2 separate regions of the Callithrix jacchus genome follow, and region 2 is linked to region 1. Evidence: chromatin contacts called from public Hi-C data. All regions are on one chromosome and are shown on one strand. Each heading gives the region's core, a stretch centred on a gene start, on an enhancer-like site or on the middle of the called end of the contact. The rest is flanking DNA. Distances are from core to core; before and after follow the strand shown. Region 1 holds the start of TMEM52 (transmembrane protein 52). Region 2 overlaps GABRD (gamma-aminobutyric acid type A receptor subunit delta).

What was found. Hi-C and Micro-C count contacts between places; a contact is called where the count stands out from the background.
Region 2: a Hi-C map of skeletal muscle shows a contact between it and region 1, with 5 times the contacts expected there. The contact joins the enhancer-like site here to the promoter of TMEM52 in region 1. A contact is called at or near these places in 2 of 3 Hi-C or Micro-C datasets (induced pluripotent stem cells and skeletal muscle).

Annotation. Positions count from the first base shown.
Region 1 is chr7:39,987,020-39,991,830 of calJac240_pri, reverse strand. TMEM52 (transmembrane protein 52) reads left to right here and starts at 1,967. Exons shown (of 6, transcript XM_054258693.2): 1 at 1,967-1,996; 2 at 2,314-2,385; 3 at 2,479-2,522; 4 at 2,632-2,673; 5 at 3,136-3,314; 6 at 3,393-3,972. The coding sequence starts at 2,317. The coding sequence ends at 3,673. CALML6 (calmodulin like 6) reads right to left here. Exons shown (of 5, transcript XM_035307392.3): 3 at 4,669-4,811; 4 at 4,491-4,591; 5 at 4,268-4,418. The coding sequence ends at 4,372.
Region 2 is chr7:40,100,392-40,105,202 of calJac240_pri, reverse strand. It overlaps GABRD (gamma-aminobutyric acid type A receptor subunit delta), which reads right to left. Exons shown (of 10, transcript XM_078330070.1): 8 at 4,463-4,618; 9 at 3,988-4,205; 10 at 3,047-3,789. The coding sequence ends at 3,490. Among named protein-coding and RNA genes, the nearest start is that of GABRD, 12 kb to the right of the region's middle. Within about 2 kb of position 2,207, at least 4 of the 16 cell types and tissues checked have an H3K27ac peak or open chromatin away from gene starts, as enhancers often do. A contact at or near this core is called in skeletal muscle, where this site is marked.

The DNA of each region.
Region 1 (4,811 bases), core at 718-3,217:
GAAGGTGGGCCGTGCGCAGTGAAGAGGGTGCAGTGTGCAATACTTCTATCTATGGTTAAACTACTTCTAAGAAGATTTATAGGAGGATGCTTTAAGTCACACAGCAGTGACAGAGCTGTCAGGGTTACCACCACCTTCTGGCAGCTCCAATGAATTCTATAGGAAGATGCTTTTCAAGCAGCACAGTAGCAAGAGCTGATAAAGTTCACAGTCGCCAAGGTGGACTGACGGTCTGAGGGCATCCTTCACCAAGAACTGGAGCAAGGTCCTACAACTCCTTTATCAGGAGGAGAGGCTCTCGCCCCAAGCCTGCCACACAGTGGGTATCTTTATGATACTGAACGCTGGCGCCTGGGCCATGGATTCAGTATGGTATGACTGTCCCTTAAATCATGCTCTGCACTGTGTCTGCTCTAGGCATTCCTCCAATTATAAACTACTTATTCCTTAATTCATGCTCTGTACTGTGTCCATTCTAGGCATTCCTCCAATTATGAGCTAAGATATAATTATATATGTAGGGAAATATTCTTTAGGCACTCATACTATCTACTATTATATGATTATATAGAGAGGATTATATAAAGGGATTCTTCAAGCCCTAATTTTTTTTTTTTTTTTTACTTTTTTCTTTTTTTAAGATGGGGTTTCACCATGTTGGTCAGGCTGGTCTTGAACTCCCAACCTCAGGTGATCCACCTGCCTTGGCCTCCAAAGTGCTTGGATTACAGGCGTGAGCCACCACACCCGGCCCCCAAGCCCTAATTCTATAAACTAAATATGATTATATAAAGGATTATATAAAAGGAAATTGCTGAGTAGTAACACTATAAAGTGAGATATTCTTCAAGCCCTAACTGTGCCGGGGTTCTGCTTAGTTCTCATTCCTCGGTGACTATATGGGAGGTTACCCACCCTGGGCAGGCAGGAAGGGCCCTTGAGGGCCATGGCACAGGCTCTGGGAGGTACAAGGCAGCTTCGGGCAGAGCCCAGCAGTGGAGGAAGCAAGGCGGTGAAGGGCAGGTGTGGGCAGAAGATCCACTCAGAGGAGGCCTTGCCCTCCAGGGTCACTGCCCTTGTCGGGGTGGGGACACTGAGCAGCGCCCACACGTGGAACGTGTTCTGAGTAAGGGGTGGGTGCTCCTCCTGCAGCAAGATGGACCCTGCCCCTTAGCCTGACTACCAGAAAGACAGTGTGCTGCTGGTCCCACGGGGAGCAGAGGGCAGCAAGAGCCTAACAGGGGCCCTGGCTTGGCAGCAGAGGGATAAGGGTCAGGGGTCCCCTGGAAGAAATGGCCCCCGGCACAGTGAGTAGCAGGCATTGCAGGCTGAGGGAATGGGAATAGAGGCCACATTCCCCAGGTGGGGCATGGTCCCCAAGGCCAAGTGCTGTAGGAAAGTGGTCTGCACCCAGCGCCTCAAGGGCCCAGAGCCAGGTCCAGGCTCCAGCCTCGAGGGCCAGCCCGCAGGCAGTTCCTGCAGCACAGGTGCACAATCAGTGTCCAAACACCGCGTTCGGGAAGCCCAGCATCCCGGTGGCGAGACCCTCCAGTTCAACCTGGAGCCTGCGTGCGAGATTGGACCCCAGGAACCACACCCAAGGGAGCCACGACTTTCTAGGCCAACTCCCGAGGGTCCCCGGGCCAAGCCCAGACCAGCTGCAAAGCAGGCCGGGTTCGGCCGGGGTTGGGGCGCCTTGCCCGGGTTGAGGGCGAACCCCGCCCACCATCGCCTCTCGGGTGGAGCTGCGGAGTTAGGCTAGCGACGGACGAGACCTCGGAACACGTTGGGCGTGGCCCAGTGGGAGGGGATTGCGTTGGGCGGGGACTGTGGGCGTGGTTTACACTGGGTGCGGTAGTGGGCGGGGTTTGCATTGAGAGGAGGCCCAGCGAGTGGGCGTCTTGCGAGCGACGCCTCCTGTGGGCGGGGCCTGTGGCGAAGGGGCTCGCGCCGAACGAGGCCTAGTGGGCGGGGTTTACGCTGCGTGGGGCGTCCGGTAAGCGTGGGGCGTCCGGTAAGCATGGGGCGTCCTGTAAGCGTGGGGCGTCCTGTAAGAGTGGGTCGTCTTGCAGGCTTGTGCCCCCCCTGAGGGGGGGGGCCTGTAGCGAGCGGGGCCCGGTGGGCAGGATTTACGCTGCGTGGGGCGTCCAGTAGGCGTGCTCTCCTGTGGGCGGGGCCTGAGGCCAGCGAGGCCCGGCGGGTGGGGTTTGCGCTGAGGGGGGCGTTATGTGGGCGTGTTCTGTGATGGGTGTGTCCTGTGGTGGGCGGGGCTCCATAGAGCCTCGCCGCCGGGCTCTGTTCCAACCTCCTCAGAGCATGGCTCTAGGGCTGCTGCCGGCCCTCGGGCTCCGGCTACTGCTGCTGCTGCTCCTGACGCTGCCGCAGGTGGGTCGGGCCGCGCCCTCTCTCGGTTCGGCCACAGTGGGCCGGGTCCGTGCTCGGACCACGCCCCTCTCGGGCTCACCCCTGTCCCCACAGGTGGCGCTGGGTTTCGCGGACCGAAGCTGCGACCCCTCGGACCAGTAAGTCGGGGCGGGAGGGAGCCGGGGCCGGCCCCACCCTTGGGGAGGCGCGGGCGTCGTCGTCGGCGGACCGGTGACCCACCTGCTCCAGGTGCCGCCGTCCCCGCAGGTGCCCGCCTCAGGCCCGCTGGAGCAGCCTGTGGCATGTGGGGTAAGTGGAGGCCGCGGCTGAGCCGTGCGTCCGACGGTTCTGGGGCGGGGGTCACCGAGGCCACTCCCGCCAGGCCCTTACCTCAACAGGCCGCCTCCCTCCGCTGTCACCCAGCCCCAGCCACTGGCTGGAACTGGCCTCGAGCAAGCAGGACTTACCTCCCACTCCTCCCGCCTGGCCTCCACGGGAAGCCCTCACGATCCCGGTCAGCAGTGGGGCAGCCGCTGAGGGCAGCACGTCCTGGGAGTGAGCCCAAGGCCATCCTTGTAGCCTGAGAGAGACAGCCAGGGCAGGCCCAGCAGCCAGAGGCCAGATTCTGGCCACAGCAGCCTCCGACGTGGAGAGACATTATCTGCTTTTTATCCTGTTAACCTGTCTTGGGTGGTTGTGCCACGGCATTCCCCACGGTGCAGGTGCCCGGTGGCTGAGGGTCAGTCCAGTGGTGGGGACTTGCTGTCCTAGGCTGGTCCTGCTGGCAGTCCTCCTGCTGCTGCTGTGCGGGGTCACAGCTGGCTGTGTCCGCTTCTGCTGTCTCCGGAAGCAGGTGCAGGCCCGGCCACATCTGCCACCAGCACGGCAGCCCTACGACCTGGTGGTCATCCCGATGGACAGTGACAGCCCTGTACACAGCACTGTGACCTGTGAGTGCCTAGGGGCCCGCCTGGTGGGTGTAGAGATGTCGGGGTAAATGCCAAACCACCCACTCTGGTTCCCTGCAGCCTACAGCTCTATGGAGTACCCACTGGGCACGCAGCTGCCCCTGCCCTTCGGGGAGCTGGACCCCGACTCCATGGCTCCTCCTGCCTACAGCCTGTACTACCCTGAGCCTCCACCCTCCTACAATGAAGTTGTCAAGATGGCCAAGCCCAGAGAGGAAGGGCCGGCACCCTCCCAGAAACCCAGTCCTCCCCTTGGGGCCTCAGGCCTAGAGACCACTCTAATGCCACAAGAATCAGGCCCCAGTACCCAATACCCACCCTGTAGCTCTGCTGCCCCTTGAAGGAGGTAGGAGAACAGACCAGAGCTCGGAGAACTGGCACTTGGAGCCAAGGGCCCGCAGCCCACCCCACCATCCAGAACATTGCTGTGGCCCAGGTACTGTGTTACACCGCCAGCCAGCCCAGCAGGCTGCATGGCGTCACCCCTGAGGCAGGCTGCTGCTTTCAGCCTCAGCCCCTTGCCCAGCCCCAGCAGACTCTCAGGCTGGAGGAAGCCCCCTGGGCCTGAGCCTTGGGTGGGAGCTCAAGGCCAGCTGTGACATCTGCATCTTCTTGGAGAGAGAATAAAGTTTGTATGTAAGTGGGCTCTGCCTATGTGGGAAGGACTCTGGGACTCCAGAGCTCTGGGAGGAACCCTTGGGTAGCCAACCCCCAGTGCCAGCAGGCAGGGCGAGCGAGTGGTTCCCAGCCTGTACCCCGTCCAGCCTTCAGGCTGCCATTCCTAGCCCTGAGCTGGGCAATGAGTGGTGTCAGGTGTCGTGGCAGAAGTGACTGGGGCTGTGTTCCCATGGCTGGGCCAGAAAAACTTCTCCTCCAGCCCCATGCCTTTGCCCGTTGCCCCCCACCACAGGCTGGAACAGTGAGGCACACACAGGTCAGGCTGGAACATTTATTTTATACAGAGCTGGGGGAGTGGGTGGACAGGTGGCAGGGGCAGTGGCCTTCCCGGGCAGGCCTCCCACGGCTGCAGCAGCTGTGCCTACTGGACCAGCTTGAAGGACTCTCCAGTCATCATGGCCACGAACTCTGGGGTCAGAGAGGCAGGTCAGCAGCTTGCCCTGGCCCAGCCAGCAGCTCCCAGGGCTCGAGCCCACTCACCCTCATAGTCAATGGTCCCGTCCCCATCCTTGTCGGCCTCCTTCATCATTTGCTCCGCCTCCACCTCGTTGAGGGGCTCTCCTGCGTTCATGAGCACGTACCTGCGGGACCTGATGCTCAGCCACTCCCTTGGCCCTGCCTGTGCCCGCCTGCCACCCACCGCCCACCTGGGCCCTACTTGAGTGTGTTCCAGTCAATGTAGCCCTTGCCCTCCTTGTCAAAGACGCGGAACGCCGCCCTCAGCTCACTCTCCTGGTTCTGGGCCTTCTCGTGGTAAACTCCCATTAGTGCCAGGAAGCCATCACAGTTGAAGAACCCTTT
Region 2 (4,811 bases), core at 958-3,457, 110 kb before region 1:
AGGTGCAGTTAGGACAGGGCCATGCTTAAGGGGGCCCGAAATCCTTCGCAGGTCCCTGAGAAGAGAAGAGACAGAGGCAGCAGAGTGACTCGGAGACAAGGCAGAGCCTTGGCAGTGTGCCTGCCAGCCCGGGATGGCCAGGGGTGCCTGGCAGAGACAAGGCAGAGCCTTGGCGATATGCCTGCCAGCCCAGGACAGCCAGGGGTGCCCGGCAGAGACAAGGCAGAGCCTTGGCGGTGCGCCTGCCAGCCCGGGATGGCCAGGGGTGCCTGGCAGCTCCAGAAGCAGGAGGGGGCAGGGGGAGGGTGCTCCCCAGAGCCTCCAGAGGAAATCAGCTCTGCAACACCTTGATTTGGGGCATTCGGCCTCCAGAACCAGGAGATGACGGATTTCTGTCGTTTTAAGGTGCTTGGTTCATGGTAGTCTGTTTAGGCAGCGGACAGCCCCAGCCCCAGGTAAACTCCCAGCACCCAAGTCTTTGCTTCAGGCTCTGTTTCTAGGGGAACCCACATAAGGACTCTCTTGGGTGTGAGCTCCGTGTGGCCTTGCTGGAGGGGAGGGCCGGGGTGATGGCTGATGCCTGCCCTACCCCTACCACGGACAGAGAAGCTGGACACTATCCCCTACCTCCTGGCCCCTCTAGCCCCACCTGCAGCCTCCAGCCTTGGGGAAGAGGGGGCCCTGCTCTCAGGGGTCACTCAGGGGTCAACATTCATGGCACACAGTCCAGCCTTCCATGGAGGCCAGGAAGCCACCAGCCCCCAAAGGCTTGTCCCTGCTGGGATGAGGGCGCACAGAGTCCTGGCAGCCTCTCTGCCCATCAACCTCAGCCCCAGGTTCCTCAGCCCCAGGTTCCTCCGTCCCAGGCAACATGGCCTCCCCCTCCCAGGCAGGTTCCCTTCTGCTGCAAACCCTGACCCACCCCCACCTTCAGTCTGCTCCTGCCCTCACCACCAGAATAAAAGGGAATAGAAGTCGAGTTTGAAAGCGTGCACCCTCCCGTCCTTCTTCCTGGCCCTGTAAATATGTGGGCAGAAACAGCAGCCTGCCGGGGGGAGTGTGTGCTGGTTGCAGAAATCAGGCACGGCTGCTGCCCAGGAGGGCCTGGTTGCGTGGGTGCCCGAGGCAGTTGCAAAGGCTGGCTTTAAATAGCTTCCCGTGGGTACGAGCCTGAGAAAGAGGGCAGCCTGTGGCCACAAGGAGGACAAAGCAGAGATGGGGCCCAGGGTCCTCCCAACAGAGAGGGGTGTGAGGGGTGGCCCAATAGCCTCCATGTCCAGGGGCCACCCCCAAATAGTTCCCAGAATCTTGAACCTACCCACCCTTCCCCCAAAGGCCCAGGAGTTGGAGCCGAACCCCCGGCTGCCCTGGGTGGAAGGCCTGCCCCTGGGTCAGGAGCCTGGAGGCCTGGGGTGGGGGGCGGTGGTGTTAGCCTCAGGCCCAGACTGTAGCTATAGGGTGTGCCATCTGCGGCCTGGGCCCTCTCCCCAGATCAATGTGGGCTCCAGGGAGGAGGGAGCGGAACCCTGCAGAGAGGCCCAGGGAGCAGAAGGCCAGAGGCGGAATGGTGAGCCAGCCCTGCAGGGGTGTCCCTGTCGTTGGACAGGGAGCTGGCCGGGCTCAGCCTGCTTTGCCCTGGTGTCAAGAGGTGGCTCGAAGCCGAAGCTGACCCAGATCCAGCTCTGCTGCTCCCGGCCACCTGTTCTCTGCTTGCCCCAAAGCTTGCATCTGATCTGTGGCCGCACCAGAGCCCGGTCCGTCCCACCCCCAGGATGCCCTGCTGAACCTCACAGCCTTGCCCTGCAGAGCAGGGGCCCAAAATGACAGCCTGGGAGTGAGGAGTGGCTGTTAATAGGTGGCGTGGGGGGTTCCAGCAGGGGACAGAGGTGCAGCATGGGGCCATGGTCTGGGTGGGAGGGGGTAATGCCCTCATCTGCTCTGGCACAGCCTGGCCCTGGGGGCGGCAGCTCCGCCTGCATCCATCCCTAGGTGCAATGCCTGGGCCTCAGGGGCGACCTGATCTCACTGCCCGCTCAGCCCATCAGGGCAGCCACAGGTCATGCTGAAGACAGGTGGCTCATACAGTCACCCCGGGTCCTTGGTGTCATGGGGGTGGGGCCCCCAGACTCAGTTGCCACCCTGATTCCACGGGGCACTGGCCTGGCTGGCTTTGCCACCTTGCAAGCCACCGTGTGGTGGCTCCAGATGCCTGGATCCTGCTGCAATGGCAGGGCCTTGGCAGATGCTCCAACTGCTCCCTTCCGGCTCTTCCTCAAGTTGTGACCCAGCACCCTGGAAAACCTGGACCCCGCATTCAGAGCTGCCCATTAGCTGCCCGATGGCCGGAGGGGTCCTTGGGCTGCAGGGTGGTCACCCTGTGTCCGTGGCAATGGCCACAGGTGGGAAGGGGCTGTGGTGTTTACGGGGCCTTGGTGGCCTCCGAGAGCCTATCCTCACATACAAGAGGGGGCCATGGTGGCACCTACCACTGGACAAGGGCCCAGGGACCAAGGGGATAGCAGACCCTCTCTCCCCCTCCAGGCCTCCTCTGCACCTCGGCCCTCCGTCAGTACCCCAGACATGGCTCATCTGGGGTGCAGTCCCTGAGCCCCTGTGTCACCAAGTCTCTGTCCCCGTCTGGTGTTGAGCCCCAGGATCCCAGGAAGGCACCTCAAAAGCCCTGGCTGTGGGACCAGCAGCCCTGAGTTCACTCCATCCCAGGGTCACCACAGGCTCCTGCCTCGCACCCCTGGAGAAAATGGCCTTATTACAGCCCAGGGACACAGATAGGAGACCCAGTGAAGCCAGCATCACAAAACCTGGCTCCTCACTTCCCGAAGCCTGCCCAGCTTCTCGGGACCCTGCTCCTCTGTTCCCCTAGGTGAGGTGTGCCTGGCCCTGGGTGAGGTGTGTTCGGCCCTGGGTGTTCAGTGAGCTTCCACAGCTAGCTCCCACCAAACGCCGCCCAGGAGCCTGCAGCTGGAGAAGGGTGTCCGGCAGCTGGGGTGGGCTCCAGGCAGCTGGACGGGAGTGAGGTGCTGCATAGTTAGAGAGAAGGAACCGGCCCCGGCCAAGGCTTTATTTCATGCTGGGACCAGCGAGACCTCACAGACGCCTTTGTTGTTCACCGGGTGGACGTCCGATCCCGCCTCCTCCCACGCGCTCATCCTGACCCCGCAGAGCAAAGACCTAGAAACCAGGATCACTTTCTGAGGCTAAAAATCCACAGCTCCTGTAGGGCCCAGACCCCAGCCGGGCTCGGCCTCTTGGTCACACTGTCTGCTGCTTCGTCTGTGCGGGTCTCACGCCACCTGCCGGGAGCTCCGGGCGGTCCTTTCGGGTGAGGCTGGGGTCCAAGCTCAGGAGGCCGAAGCTTCCCCTTGTTTTCTGTGGCCGAGGGTCATCCCACCTCGAAACACGGCCTGAGGGCTCCTTCTCCCAGGAAGTTTCTGGGCAGCAGGACAAGCGAGGTTGGCCTGGGTCCTGTGCTCACATGGCGTACGCCGCCCAGTAGATGACATTGACGGCTGCGAACGCCGCGGGGAACACGGCGCGGGCGTAAATATCGATGGTGTCTGCGTCGATGGGCCTGAGCCGGGCGCGAATGCCCCCCTGGCCTCCGGAGCGGGCTGCCCCCTCCTTCTTGGTCTCCCCCGTCTCCACCCCCACCGACCTGTAGGAGCCCATCAGGTTCCCTGGGACGCGGCGCTGCCGGCGGGAGATGGCCAGCTCCTGTGTGACGCCGGCGGCAGAGAGGGAGAAGAGGACGATTGCGTTCCTCACATCCATCTGCACAGGGCCAGTGGGGGAGACAGGGCTGAGTGCTGGGGTGTAGCTCCCAGGCCCTGGACCACAGGTACTCCCAAACGGGGCCCCAGCCCCCCACACTCAGGGAGCGCAGCAGGGACCTGCAGTGGGCGGGGGCAGCTGAGGGGTCCTGGTCGGGGCCCCCAATAGCACTGTCTCTGGCTCAGCCCCAGGCCTCACCTCTGCCCTGGGCCTGGAGACCTTGACCTTGGCCTTCTGCTTCTGCTTCTTCCTGTAGTCCGCGTTGAAGTGCGCGAAGGCATACTCCACCAGAGCGGCAAACACAAAGACGTAGCAAATCCAGAAGTAAACATCCAGGGCCTTGATAGCCGACGCCCGCGGCAGGGACGAGCGGGCACTGACCATGAGTGTGGTCATCGTCAGTACCGTGGTGATGCCTGTGGGCGCAGGGGGTGCATCACTGTAGCCCTGCCCTCACACCGCCCGGCCCAGCCTCGGCGCCTGTGACCCACATCCCCATGCCCACCCCAGGGAGCAGGTACTGCTCCCCTGACTTGGCCTGGTCTGGCTGGTCATTGCCCCAGAACAGTTGGCAGGGTCCGGAGGCCAATGCTGGGCCCCCAGCCAAGGGGTAGGGAGTCCTGCTCCCAGGTGCCCCTTCCAGCTCCCTTGGAGCAGCAGTGAAGCCCCATACCTAGAGACACCCTGGCGGGCACTGCTGCCTGACTGATCCAGAAGGAGACCCAGGACATGGCGACCAGCAGGACGGAGGGCATGTAGGACTGGATGATGTAGACGCCTCGGTTCCTCCGCAGGTGGAAGTGCAGGCTGAGCCGCGGGAACTGGCCGGCTGCGGGGACAGCCACCATCAGCCCCACCGTCCCTGCCCAGCCCAGTCCACCGCGGGACTCTAGGGAATCAGGCTTTGGCAGCTACAGGACCCACAGCCAGTCTCAGAAGAGAGACTGAGACCCTGCTCTACCCACCAACCACACGGCCGGAAGTGTCAGGGGACTCGGCCCTAGGTACAGCCACAGGACAGG